4 separate regions of the Mus musculus genome follow, and regions 2, 3 and 4 are each linked to region 1. The links are chromatin contacts, called in public HiCAR-type, HiChIP or PLAC-seq and promoter capture Hi-C maps. All regions are on one chromosome and are shown on one strand. The core of a region is the stretch at or near the end of the contact, and the rest is flanking DNA. Distances in the headings are between cores, read along the strand shown.

Region 1 (2,841 bases), core at 181-2,680:
CAAACTTTATATGCCCCAGTACAGGGGAAAGCTAGGGCCAAGAAGTGGGAGTGAGTGGGTAGGGGAGCACGGCGGGGGTAGAGGGGGAGGGAGTAATAGGGGACTTTTCAGATAGCATTTGAAATGTAAATGAAGAAAATAATAAAAAATGTGGGACAAAATCATGGCAGAAACAGTGGAGACAAAAAGTGGAACAGGAAAAATTTTTAAATGAATTTGTTTTACAGGTATAAAATTGACCAGCCCTTAGGCATACTAACCAAAACAAGACTCAAATCAGCAAAACTACATGAAATAGAAAACATTACAACAGATACTAATAAAATCCAGATGATCATTAGGGAAGATTCTGAAAACCTACACTTATGCTGGGCAGTGGTGGCACACACCTTTAATTCCAGCACTCAGGAAACAGAGGCAGGCAGAATTTTTGAGTTTGAGGCCAGCCTGAACTACAGAGAGTTCTAGGATAACCAGGGCTATGAAAAAAAAAAAAAAATCCTGTCTTTAAGAAATTTAAAAATAGTGGAAAACCTACATTCTGAAAAGCTAAAATGGATAAATTCCTAGAAACATGATCTACCAAAATTTAAATCAAGCCTTATAATAAGAGCCAACACGATCACACAGTGGGTTAAGATGTCTGCTGCCGGACTTGACAACCTGAACTTGATCTCCAGAACCTACATTGTGTGGAGGCTGGGGCCTCAACCTTCTGCCTTAGGGTTACTACTGCTGTGATGCAGCACCGTGCAACTTGGGGGGGAGGGGGGGGAGAGGATTATTTGGCTTACTCTTCTTCCACATCACTGTTCATTGAAGGAAGTTAGAGCAGGAACTCCAGCAGGGCAAGAACCTTGTGGCAGGAGCTGATACCGAGCTTAAGGGTGCTGCTTACTGGCTTGCTCAGCCTGGTTTCTTAGAACCCAAACCACCAGCCCAGACATGGCTCCACCCATCATGGGCTGGGCCCTCCACTTTGAATCATCAATTAAGAAAATGAAGGCTTGACTACACATGGAAGCATTTCTTTAATTGAGATTCCCTCTTCGCAAATGTCTTTAGCTTGTGTCAAATTAACATAAAACTAGGCAGCACAGTCCCCACTTGGAGATAAAGGGGAAATCTTTAATTAATGCACAGCTGTAGCCTCTAGCTATTGCTAAGAGAGGCCCAGCCTTGTTCAAGTGTTTCATGGCTTATAAAGGGTTAGGCATTCTCATAATCTTGTGACCATTTTAGGATGGTCTTTATCCCTTGCCCCAGAGAGCCTCCCCCAACCCCAGCTAAGCAAGTTTAATAGAGGCTGAAATTTGCAGGTTCTAGTTAAGAGAGTTTTATCTTTAGCATGCGGAACTTGCTGTGTGAGGAGGAGCAGATGTCACCCTTTTCTGAAGGCACAAGCAAGTTTACAAAACCAGGTTTACAAAACCAGGGGTTGGTTCAGCTTTGCTGTCTCAGGTCAGAGCCAGTGCTTATTGTCTTCTTATTCATATGTAAACTTTCCTAAGTAGGCTTGTTAATCACATAAGCTGCTATAGCCCTTAATGCTTTCCTTTTGGAGCCAATTGATTTCATATAAGCCTCATTAGAATTCTGCATTAGAATTTCATATGAGCACTAGAATTCTGATGCATCGGGAGCCAGACATCCAAGGGTTCTCCTGCTGTGTTAGTTACCGGTAGGTGGGTTCAGAAGTCAATATCATTTGTAATTTTGTAACTTCTGTGAAATAATGAACAGGTCTGGGCTGTTTAAAAATGCAAGGTGGACCCAAAAAAAAAAAAAAGTTTAAAAAAAAAAAGCTTAAAAAAAAATGCAAGGTGGAAATAGACTCAAAATAATCTGGAGGAAAGGCCTTGCTAAAAGCGTCAGCCAAGTCTCCCGATTTCAGTCTTTTAGCAGTTTAACCACATCTCTGACCACCTATCTATTGGCACTGCACATCATTGCTCCTTTAAGAACGCAGCCCTTCCTTCTCTGCTCTTCACAGATTTAGGCTTCTTCTGTCCTCCAGGACGACTTCAGAAAGGGAATCCACAAGGCTCTGTGCTGTTCTAAAGCTTTATCTGCCTCTTTCCTGAGCTTGGCTAGACCAATCCCTGAAGTGTATTTCTGAGGAGACAGTTCCTCCAATCCTCAGCGCTCTCAGTTCCATTGTTGAGGGGATGAGAACAGGAGCTCTTTTCATCCTGCCACGGGCTTCTACAGTAAAGTGGGAGATTAAGGTGAGCTGTATCCGCTGTGGGCTCGTGGAAAGCAGAGTGTAAAGTCCTGTACAGTTAGGAGGGAAGCCTGTGTTCCACACAGAGTACGACGGCCTGTCTCTGCCCAGTTCTTAACTAGAAACAACTTGGTTCTGTGTCTGTCTAGACGTCAAGTCAATGATGTGATTATATAACTTTTAACATTCCCATAAATACTTCCCCGAAGGCTTTGTAAACAACACAGAGCATGTATTTATAATATAACCTTTCAATGTGAGTTCTTGTACCCATTTCCCTTTATGAGAAGATCCCCTACATCTAGGCATACGAAAAATGCTGAGTTCACTCTGCTCTTGGTATTTCTAAAACAGTTTGGATGGCCTGTAGGCATAAATTTTCTACCATCTACTTTTTTTCCCTTTTTTTATTTGGTTATTTTACTTATTTACATTTCAAATGTTATCTCCCTTCCACAAACTCCCTATCTCCTCCCTCCTCCCCTTGCCTCTATGAAGGTGCTCCCTCACCTGCTCACCCACTCTCCTGCCTCAGCACCCTAGCATTCCCCTACCCTAGGTTATCGAGCCTCCATAGGACCAAGGGGCTCCCCTCCCATTGATGCCAGATAAGGCAA
Region 2 (2,841 bases), core at 253-2,752, 480 kb before region 1:
CTGACACCATTATTTGTAATACCAAAAGATAAGAATAATTAGCATTTGGGGCAGGGGTGTTAAAGTTTTTAAAACTTCTTTGTATTGTCTTGTTTTAACTCCTCAAGACTTTAAGGTGGCTGTTATAAACACTTCACAAATGGGAAAATGATGTTATACGACCAGTGGCTAAACTAGGAAGTCACAAACATGTACAGACACAGACACTGATACGTGGTGGGGTGGGTGTAGCAGGAGGACACATGGGTTGGCAGACTGGCTTATTTGCCATGACAAGTTTGTGGAGGTCAGAGGACAACTTGAGGAAGCTGGCCCTCTCCTTCCACCGTTTGAGTTCTGAGGATTGAACTCAGTTGTCAGGCTTGGCAACAAAGTACAGTTACCAACCGAACCATTTCAACAGCCCCCGTGGGAAAATTATAACAACGAAGGCCAAGGCAAGCAAGCAGTAATAGAATGCATATACTGTGGAGACAGCAAGTGGCCTGCAATCTATATTAGTTTTCTGAAAGGAGTGAGACATAAGCTCAAATAAATGCAGGACGAGCCCCGCATATATAGACAAGTGGGCAGCATTTGCTGAACCTTCGGAATGCTGAAGGTTTGGGGCCTGGAAATGCCATCCATTTCTATGTCAGCTAAACTTGGAAACGTTTCTTTAGTACACAAGGCTCCCACCAACACCACAAAGTGACCAGTATATTGGAGAAATTTCTCTTAAATGCAGTGTCACTTAAAGAAACACTAACAGGTAAGGGAGGAGCTGCACTTTGGGGACAATAAAGAAGGTAATTACAAGAAACCAGGAGTGGAACAGAAAATTATGCAATCTTACTGGGAGAGAAAATGCCCCAAACCAAATCTATTTTTAAATGGTATGAAGTACCTTTTTCTATAATGACCAAAGAAAAATCTAATTTTTATAAATCTCATGCCCAATATGAAGCTTATAAATGTCTTTTTGTATTTGTCAGAATTTTTAATCATTTTAAGTGCCACATGGAAAATAACTGCAATAACTATACCTTAACCTTTCAAATACCAGATGAAATTGCAAAATGCATAGAACTCTGCAGACTATATTAATGGCATCTTTCTAGATTGTTCTGTGGATATTAGGAGGAAATTTTCCAAATAGAATGCAGGCATTTGAGATGCGAAAATGGAGATTAAAAGGTTTTTTAAAAATTGACATTTTAATTCAACCCCAAACCCAGGAAAGTATTTGTCACCTTAACCTATATTCAAGGCCCAAACTATCAGTTGTATTTAAATTCATTCTTACCCGTGAGAAAACCTGAGGTCATGCTGTAGAAAAACCACATGAACGGACTTGTCCAGACTCCCTGGGAAATCATTGTGCTGGTCTGTTTGGTGTGAGGGTCTCTAGCAAACTCAGCTTGCCCGGAGACACTGTTTTCTTCCAGAAGGAGGCTGTGTGTCCATCCTAGCCATCTCCCTTCAGGAAGCAGATGCTGGTGCTGAGGTCAGAGTTGCAATGAAGCTTGAACAGTTCTGAAAGGGGAGCTGGCCCAAATGCTCAAAATGGGCGGGCTTTGCAGCACCCTCCTTTTTGCCCAAACCCAGATATTGCATCAAGGGGAGTGGCCTGTAAGAGTTCCAGATAACTGGGGAACTTGAGACATCTGCCTGAGGGAGACATCTGGGCATCCAGGCTGTTGTGAAGGCCCTGGGTCTTACCAGTGAGCAGCCAGGATTATTTTCCCTACTCATCAAGTAGCTTCCACTGCCAAGCCGCTCTCTGCCTGTTCATTCAAGCTGGGCGCTAATTGGCTGTTTGCGTATACACACTTCTGGAGAAGCGGGGAAGGTAAATGATGACCATTACTACTGTGTTCTACAGTGCTAGGGGCTGAATACAGGATTTTGTGCAAGCTACGCAAGCACTGCCACTGAGCTACATCTCAGCCCTGTTGCGTCCATTAGAAATACCATTTTCAAAGTCAAACATAAGCCGGGCAGTGGTGGCACACGCCTTTAATCCCAGCAGTTGTGAGGCAGAGGCAAAGTGAGTTCCAGGACAGCTAGGGCTACACAGAGAAAGCCTGCCTCGAAAAACCAAAAATAAAAAAGTCAAAACATAAAGAATAATAGTTTTATATTTACAAATCTGCAAAAAGAAAATCTAGGGCATAATAAACTTGACATCTTGACTAGAAGAAACCGCAAATGGACATTAAAAATGTGAACAAGATTCTTTACCAAATATTTTTTTAAAATATTGAATCCTGAGCCAGGCAGTGGTGGTACACGCCTTTAATCCCAGCAGTTGGGAAGCAGAGGCAGGCGGATTTCTGAGTTCAAGGCCAGCCTGGTTTACAGAATGAGTTCCAGGACAGCCAGGGCTACACAGAGAAACCCTGTCTCAAAAAAACAAAACAAAAAGCAAAAAAGTATTGAATCCTAAGAATGTACTACGGAAAATTAAAAGTAATTTTAAAACTTTGAAGGGAAATCCTGCAATAGAAATTGGCCCCTTAAATTTCAATTCCTTGAGGACTTTAGAAACCCCAATGTGCAAATTATAACAGTAAAACGAACACCAGTTTGAGAATAAACATTGATTCTTTTTTTTAATAGAATGTTTTTTGGTTCCAGTTTTGTAACTTACTTGCAAGATAATTTTGGGACAGCCACTGATTCATTCAACAAACATTCACTAGGAGTTTACTATGTGCAAAAATCTGAGAATTCACAGTTCTTATCCTTTCCCAACTGATAAAGATAACCATGGCATAAATAACCATGGGGTAATATTGAATACAGTGAAGGGATCACTGGGGATACTGGAGTAGAAATACTCAGTGTACTCTATGGGAC
Region 3 (2,841 bases), core at 130-2,629, 390 kb before region 1:
ATGCATGCACATACATTAGGGCCGGTGTGCTTGCTCACAGTGTGTACTTTTAGGAAATCAAGCAAGCTGGGTTTTATCTCTTCTTCCAAGTTGAACCACATTTCCCTGCAGTGTTTCCCTCAGGAGACCACGCTCAACCCATCTGTGAAGAGTTTCAGTGTCTAGCCGGCTCCGGCCTGGCCGCTTGCTTTGGCCATGAGTTATTTTTTGGCAAAGGTGCAAAATAGGAAAATATGGCTGGCATAGGCCCAGGAAGTCGTAGACCTGGGCACGAGGAGCTTCAGCACCACGGACACAGTCAACTCTGCTCAAAGCCATTTCCCGAAAAGAGCCCGCAGACTTGGCCCACTCCGCGCCTGCCCCCTCACCCTCCCGGCCTGGTGTGAGACTGTCTAGGAGCTCCTCAATCCTCGGGACGGGAAGTTGCTCCTGCTCCTACCAGAGCCTGGTGACAGCCTGGGTAGTGACGTGGATCTGCGCAGCGCCCCCAGCTGCCCCAGGAAGAGTGAGTGTTCTTCCTGCCAGTTCCCGCGACCCGTCTTCCCCCATGAGCTAAACGGTCACACACTGCGTAAAATTCTAAACCTAGAACCAATTCCGTCAAGAAAATCCGCATTTTGTTCTACGTGGATAGATGAGATGAAACTGACTTGCCAGAGCCTCCACCTCCACACTCTGGTCCTTCCTCCCTATCGAGTCAAGAAACAGGAAAATCTCAACCCATCTAATCTGGAGTTCAAGACTCAAAAGACACAAGACAGGAAAGTGATGGCAAATCCAAAATCTTTGTCAGACTCCTAAAACCACCCAGTAATTTTTCGAAAGTTGCATTCGCAATCACTCCTATGACGCCACAAGCACTCGCCGAGCTTGTGTGGGCTCCGGGGCCAAAGAAGGGACAAGCCCTGACCTTCATCATGCGACTGGGGTTGGGCCCACACAAGCAACTGTGTCAGGCCCGAGGATGGTGCTGACTATCACCCCGCTGTTCCTGTTCTCCAGGACAGCAACGGGGAGAAGTGGGCACTGGATGGCTTTTCTGGCGTCCTGCAGAGACGCGCGCTCCACCGAGGTCTATCAAGTAGGCGGGGCGCTTGACGGGAGCCTACCTTACCCCAAACGAGGCGCCCTACGGGTCACTTGCCACCGACGTGGGGCTCGGTGCGCTCCCTCTTCCCGACGGGGCCAGACGGCTGAGTCCCGCACCGCCCGCTGCTGCCCACCCGCCACCGGCTCAGTTACCTGGAAGTCGCGGCTAGGCCGGTGCGCCGGGGGCACTAGCGGACTCCCGCGCTCCTGGTCTGGCCTCCCTAGCCAGCTGAGGCCGCCGCGCGCTCGGCGGGGACCACTGCAGCCTGGACTGCCAGGGGCGGCCAGCAAGGAGAGGGGCGCCAGACGCGGGCACTGCGCCTGCGCTCTCCGCTGCCCCAACCCCCCACCGCAGGCGCTGCGGGAGTGGAAGACGGCAGGAGACCACCAGGATGTTTGCTTAGACCTGGGGACTGGCCCTCCCCGAGAGGCGTGAGCGTCCCAGGCAATGGAAGCTGCCAACGCCCTGGGGCGGAGAGTGGGGGCAGGCGGGGTTGGGGGGGGTGGGGGGGGCTCTTAGAAGCAATCGACTGCCAGCCAGGGTGACTAGGTCCTCTGGGAAGAGATGAGGAAGCATTCTCCATTCATTTCTATCTGGTTGTAAGAACTAAAAATTATTTCTTGATATTTGAAGTGGTGACAGTATCGATAAACCTTGGGACAGAATAATCTTGGGATATCCCTGAGTCCTGACCGTTTTACCCAGGTTTTGCAAGATGGGAGAAGTCTTGACAATGCAAATGTTTGTATACCCCAATCCCCAAAGCTAAATGAACACACTCTTAAAAACAAACCAAGTCACCAAGGCAATGAGAGTCCAGGAGACAGGCTGGAAGACCATGACTGTAGATTAGGTAAGAAACAATCAGGCCTGAATTATGGTGCTAACTATGGAAAGACAAGTGTCTTCTGCCAGATTTTTCATAGTCTGTTTAGATCCCTTTCTGTCCTGCTCTGACTCAGGACTCACCTTGATGGATGAAGCCAAGTGTCTTCTAGCTTTTGGATAGTGTGGGCAAGTGAGAGACACATGGGAAACAGAGTTACTGTTATCCACGTCTTCATCTCAAAGTCAGAACCCAAATCCTCTGGTAGAGTTTTGTGTTTGCACACCTGACCACTAGCTGTCCTCCTCCTTCAATCCTGGATGGCTCCCAGAGGGTTCTTTTACATATCACATACATATACAAACACAAACATACACACACATATACACATACTCACACGCACACACACAAACACACATATACACACATACTCACAAGCACATACACAAACACACACCTTAATGGATGAAGTCAACTGTCTTCTAGCTTATGGATGGTGTGAGTATATGAGACACACGGGAAACACATACACACATATGTACACATATACACACATATGCATACAAATACAAACACACACATACACACATTTACATACAAATACACACACATACATACATACATATGCACACACATACCATACCAGCTTTTGTTGTGCAAACCTTGTTCCTTAATTTGAAACTATTGGTTGAATAAAGATGCCTATAGCCTGTAGCTGGGCAGAAGAGAGGTTGGCAGGGCTTCGGTTCCCTGGCTTGGGGTCTGAGGCAAAGACCAAAAGGAGAGAGGAGGAAGCCCCCATGGGGTAGGTGGATTGAGAGGACCAGCCCAGTTGGAGTAGGAACAGTCCTGGCAGAACATGGCAAGTGTCAGGATTCTTTTTTGGGGTTTTTTTGTTGTTGTTGTTGTTTTTTTTTTTTTTTTT
Region 4 (2,841 bases), core at 256-2,755, 320 kb before region 1:
TCAGACATGTGCCTGGGTAAGGAACATTGTGATAGTACAGCAAGTTGAGGGAGTTAACAGCCTTGATTGTTTTTAAAGATAAATGGAAACTAAAAAAAAAAAACAAAACAAAAAACAAAACAAAACAGAAAGCACCTAGAAGATAAAATACTGAAGCTATTCTAGAAAAAAAAAAGGCAATGGCATTCAGGCAGGGCTGGACTGGGGAGAGAAGGGAATGGGGGATGGTTAAACTAGGTGAGATTTTTTTGAGATCACGACTACAAACATGTTGATAGAATATCAGCTCTTTATCAGAGTCCCACACATTCGATAGATTAAATTACATATGACTATGGCTTGGAGCCCGCACCGTCTTTTAACAAGGCAAGCTAAAAACAGGCTCTGCAGAGAACACAATAGGAAGTCAATCAGAGGCTAGTAAACGAGATACTTTGCTGAAAGGACTGTCACGAATTCATACCAAAGTTCCTCCAGTGATGTGGAACGCACTTTGCAACCTTTGGGATACATTCCAGAGACAATTGAGGTACTAGCTAGCTAGCCAGCCCTCAAGACTATAAACAAGTTTAACGTTTCTAAGGAGATATTGAAAATGCAGCTGCCTCTGCCAATAAAAAAAAATTGAGTCAGCAATGAGGCTGATGACCTACAAGACCAAGAATTCACTTTTGTAGTGCGGAGTTAATAAGCAGGCGGAAGGTTAGGAGAGCCTTGGTCAAGGACAGCTTAGGTAGAGAGCAGCAGGGAAGGAAGGGGTCAAGATCTACGCCTGGCTATTTCCCTTTCGGCTAGGCTCCATTATTCGCACGTCCATTTGAGAACCACAGAAAGCAGTCCTAGGCTGTGGGAGAATCTGATTGCTCGCAGAGTCTATCTTCACCGTGTAGCTTCTCCTTTCTCACTAACTAGCCAATGCTGCCGCCTTATGCAAAGCTTGCACCTCGGCGAGAACCTGCTTTACAGAGGCAGGACGACGCCAATCGGCCTGGAGCGGTCACTGTTTCCTTTTAGCTCCGCGGCAGGCAGGGGGTTCGTCCCAGTGCTCGAAACCTTTTCAACCTCGTTCTGAAAAAGCGCCTCATCAATAATAATAAACCGCGCGTTCAATTCTAGCTTGGAGACTCCCGCTAACCGGGGAGGGAGCAGGGCTCGGGGGCGCGTTGGCACGGCTCACCCCGATAACGGGCGGGTGTGGGCGGCTGGCAGCCTCAGGGCGGGAGCGGAGCGCGGCCCCCGCCGGGGAGGGGCCTCGGCGGAAGAGCCGGGGGCGGACTTCTTCCAGGCTCTTGGAGAAGCTCTAAAAATGGCGGGCGGCAACCCAGCGAGCGGGTCGCGCAGGCGCCGCGGAGTCCGTCCTTCCGCTCGCCTGGGGCGGCCCAGGAGCTGTCCACAGCGCCCTCGTCCAGACGTCTCCGCGGCTCGCCATTGGCCGAGCGGAGCAGGAGCCTCGCAGAGGGGGGCGGTGCAGCCACGCAAAAGGCCACGTTTCCCGCGCCGCTGCTGCGCGTGCGCGCCCCCCGGAGGCGAGCGATGGCGCGCGGCCCCGTCCGAGGGCCCCTGCTCGCGCCTCAGCTCCCTCCCCTTTCCGGGCAGGCCCGTCCTGTCAGCGGAGCAGTGAGCAGCGCGGCCAGCAGAGGGCGGTCGGGACCCGAGTCTGCAGCGGCGCCATTGGCGTGTGGAAAATGCCACCAGATGGCGGGTTAGGATTGCAGCTCCGTTGAAGGCGCGGCCCCCGCTCCCGAACCCCCGGCGACCACCCCGTAACCACCCCCCCACCTCGGGAATAACACACCGGAGACTTTTGGGGGGAAACTAGGTCGACGGCCGACAGCGCCCGGATGGGCAGCTGAGGTGAGCGCGGGCGGCGGCGGCGGCGGCGGGGGGCGGGAAAGGGGGAAATGCGGCGGCGGCGGCGGCAGCGGCGCGGGGGCTGGAAGCGCCGATCCAAGATGGAGGCCGGGCGAGAGCTTGGGAGCGCGAGCGGCGAGCGGCGGGCGGGCGGGCGGGCCGGCGCGGGCCCCGCGCGGGGGAGGGAGGCCGCGCGGGCCTGTGCGCGGCGCGGCGCGGCGGCTGCAGGCGGGCGGCCGAGCGTCCGGGACCCGCTGTGGGCGCGGCGGGCGCTCCGCTTCCCTCCACCCCTCCCCGCGGGCCGCGAAAACGGTGCCCCCGCCCGCCCGGGCTCCGCGGCGGTAGCGCGGAAGCCTTTGTGGCGCGCTCGGGCCCGCCGCCAAGCCCGCCCTCCGCCCCCCCGCCCGGGCTCTCGGGACTCGCCCGCGCCCGGGCCAGCCTAGGCGGGCTGGCGCGAACGCCTTCCGCCGCCCTGCGTTTCTGCGGTGCTTTGGCGGCGGCGGCGTCACATGACAAGGAGCTCGCTTCTGTCGAGGGTCCTGGGGGTCGCTCAGCCCAGACTGCTGTCCCAGGCCCCTGCTTTGCTGGGGTGGGGTAGGGCTGAGGACCTGGGCCGACGGGACGTCGCAGTCCTGGCTTTCCCGCTATCCGCCGTCCGAGCTCCGGGTGAAACGTGTCCAGGCCGGAGCACTGCCCCGCTAGTTTCCCAATCCCCCGGGAGATGAGGCCAATAAAAGTTGTTTTTCCTCTTCCCTGAAGGTGGGGGGCGGGATGAAGAGCTGGGAAACCCGAGTGCTGGGAGCTGGACTTGGAGGGGTCCGAACCGAGTGCTGTTTGTGTGTAGTAGGGACCACAACATTTTCTGGTTTTCGGATTGTCACGTCACCCGCTTCTGTCTACGTTAGGATTGTTACTGATTCTTTCCACATTGCAGACAGTCGTGTCCTGGGAGTGTTAAGCTCTGGGGTGGTTTTGGAGCCCTATAGACCC

What was found. Promoter capture Hi-C pulls out the DNA fragments that hold promoters and counts their contacts. HiCAR-type assays count read pairs that join an accessible place to other places. HiChIP or PLAC-seq counts read pairs in DNA pulled down with a chosen protein or histone mark.
Region 2: a promoter capture Hi-C map of embryonic stem cells shows a contact between it and region 1, with 5 times the contacts expected there. The contact joins the promoter of Il20rb here to the enhancer-like site in region 1. A contact is called at or near these places in 14 of 39 promoter capture datasets (the 3T3-L1 cell line, the C10 cell line, cranial neural crest and 7 more), 3 of 115 datasets of contacts at active chromatin or transcription factors (embryonic stem cells and large pre-B cells) and 3 of 9 other capture datasets (adipose tissue, embryonic stem cells and liver).
Region 3: a contact with region 1 is called in an H3K4me3 HiChIP or PLAC-seq map of embryonic stem cells, with 14 read pairs. The contact joins the promoter of Slc35g2 here to the enhancer-like site in region 1. A contact is called at or near these places in 5 of 39 promoter capture datasets (the C10 cell line, cranial neural crest, hematopoietic stem and progenitor cells and 2 more), 1 of 484 Hi-C or Micro-C datasets (bone marrow-derived macrophages), 4 of 115 datasets of contacts at active chromatin or transcription factors (embryonic basal ganglia and embryonic stem cells) and 3 of 9 other capture datasets (liver, macrophages and pancreatic islet).
Region 4: a HiCAR-type map of embryonic stem cells shows a contact between it and region 1, with 3 times the contacts expected there. The contact joins the promoter of Stag1 here to the enhancer-like site in region 1. A contact is called at or near these places in 2 of 15 datasets of contacts at CTCF or cohesin (the NIH/3T3 cell line and large pre-B cells), 1 of 484 Hi-C or Micro-C datasets (cerebral cortex), 14 of 115 datasets of contacts at active chromatin or transcription factors (the 230-238 cell line, acute myeloid leukemia, bone marrow-derived macrophages and 8 more) and 4 of 9 other capture datasets (adipose tissue, embryonic stem cells, liver and 1 more).

Annotation. Positions count from the first base shown.
Region 1 is chr9:100,962,366-100,965,206 of GRCm38.p6, forward strand. No RefSeq gene overlaps it. Among named protein-coding and RNA genes, the nearest start is that of Pccb, 71 kb to the right of the region's middle. Within about 2 kb of position 1,431, at least 16 of the 459 cell types and tissues checked have an H3K27ac peak or open chromatin away from gene starts, as enhancers often do. A contact at or near this core is called in embryonic basal ganglia and embryonic stem cells, where this site is marked.
Region 2 is chr9:100,484,971-100,487,811 of GRCm38.p6, forward strand. It overlaps Il20rb (interleukin 20 receptor beta), which reads right to left and starts at 1,503. Exons shown (of 7, transcript NM_001033543.3): 1 at 1,286-1,503. The coding sequence starts at 1,358.
Region 3 is chr9:100,569,706-100,572,546 of GRCm38.p6, forward strand. Slc35g2 (solute carrier family 35, member G2) reads right to left here and starts at 1,380. Exons shown (of 2, transcript NM_001101483.1): 1 at 1,243-1,380.
Region 4 is chr9:100,641,943-100,644,783 of GRCm38.p6, forward strand. Stag1 (stromal antigen 1) reads left to right here and starts at 1,506. Exons shown (of 34, transcript NM_009282.4): 1 at 1,506-1,854.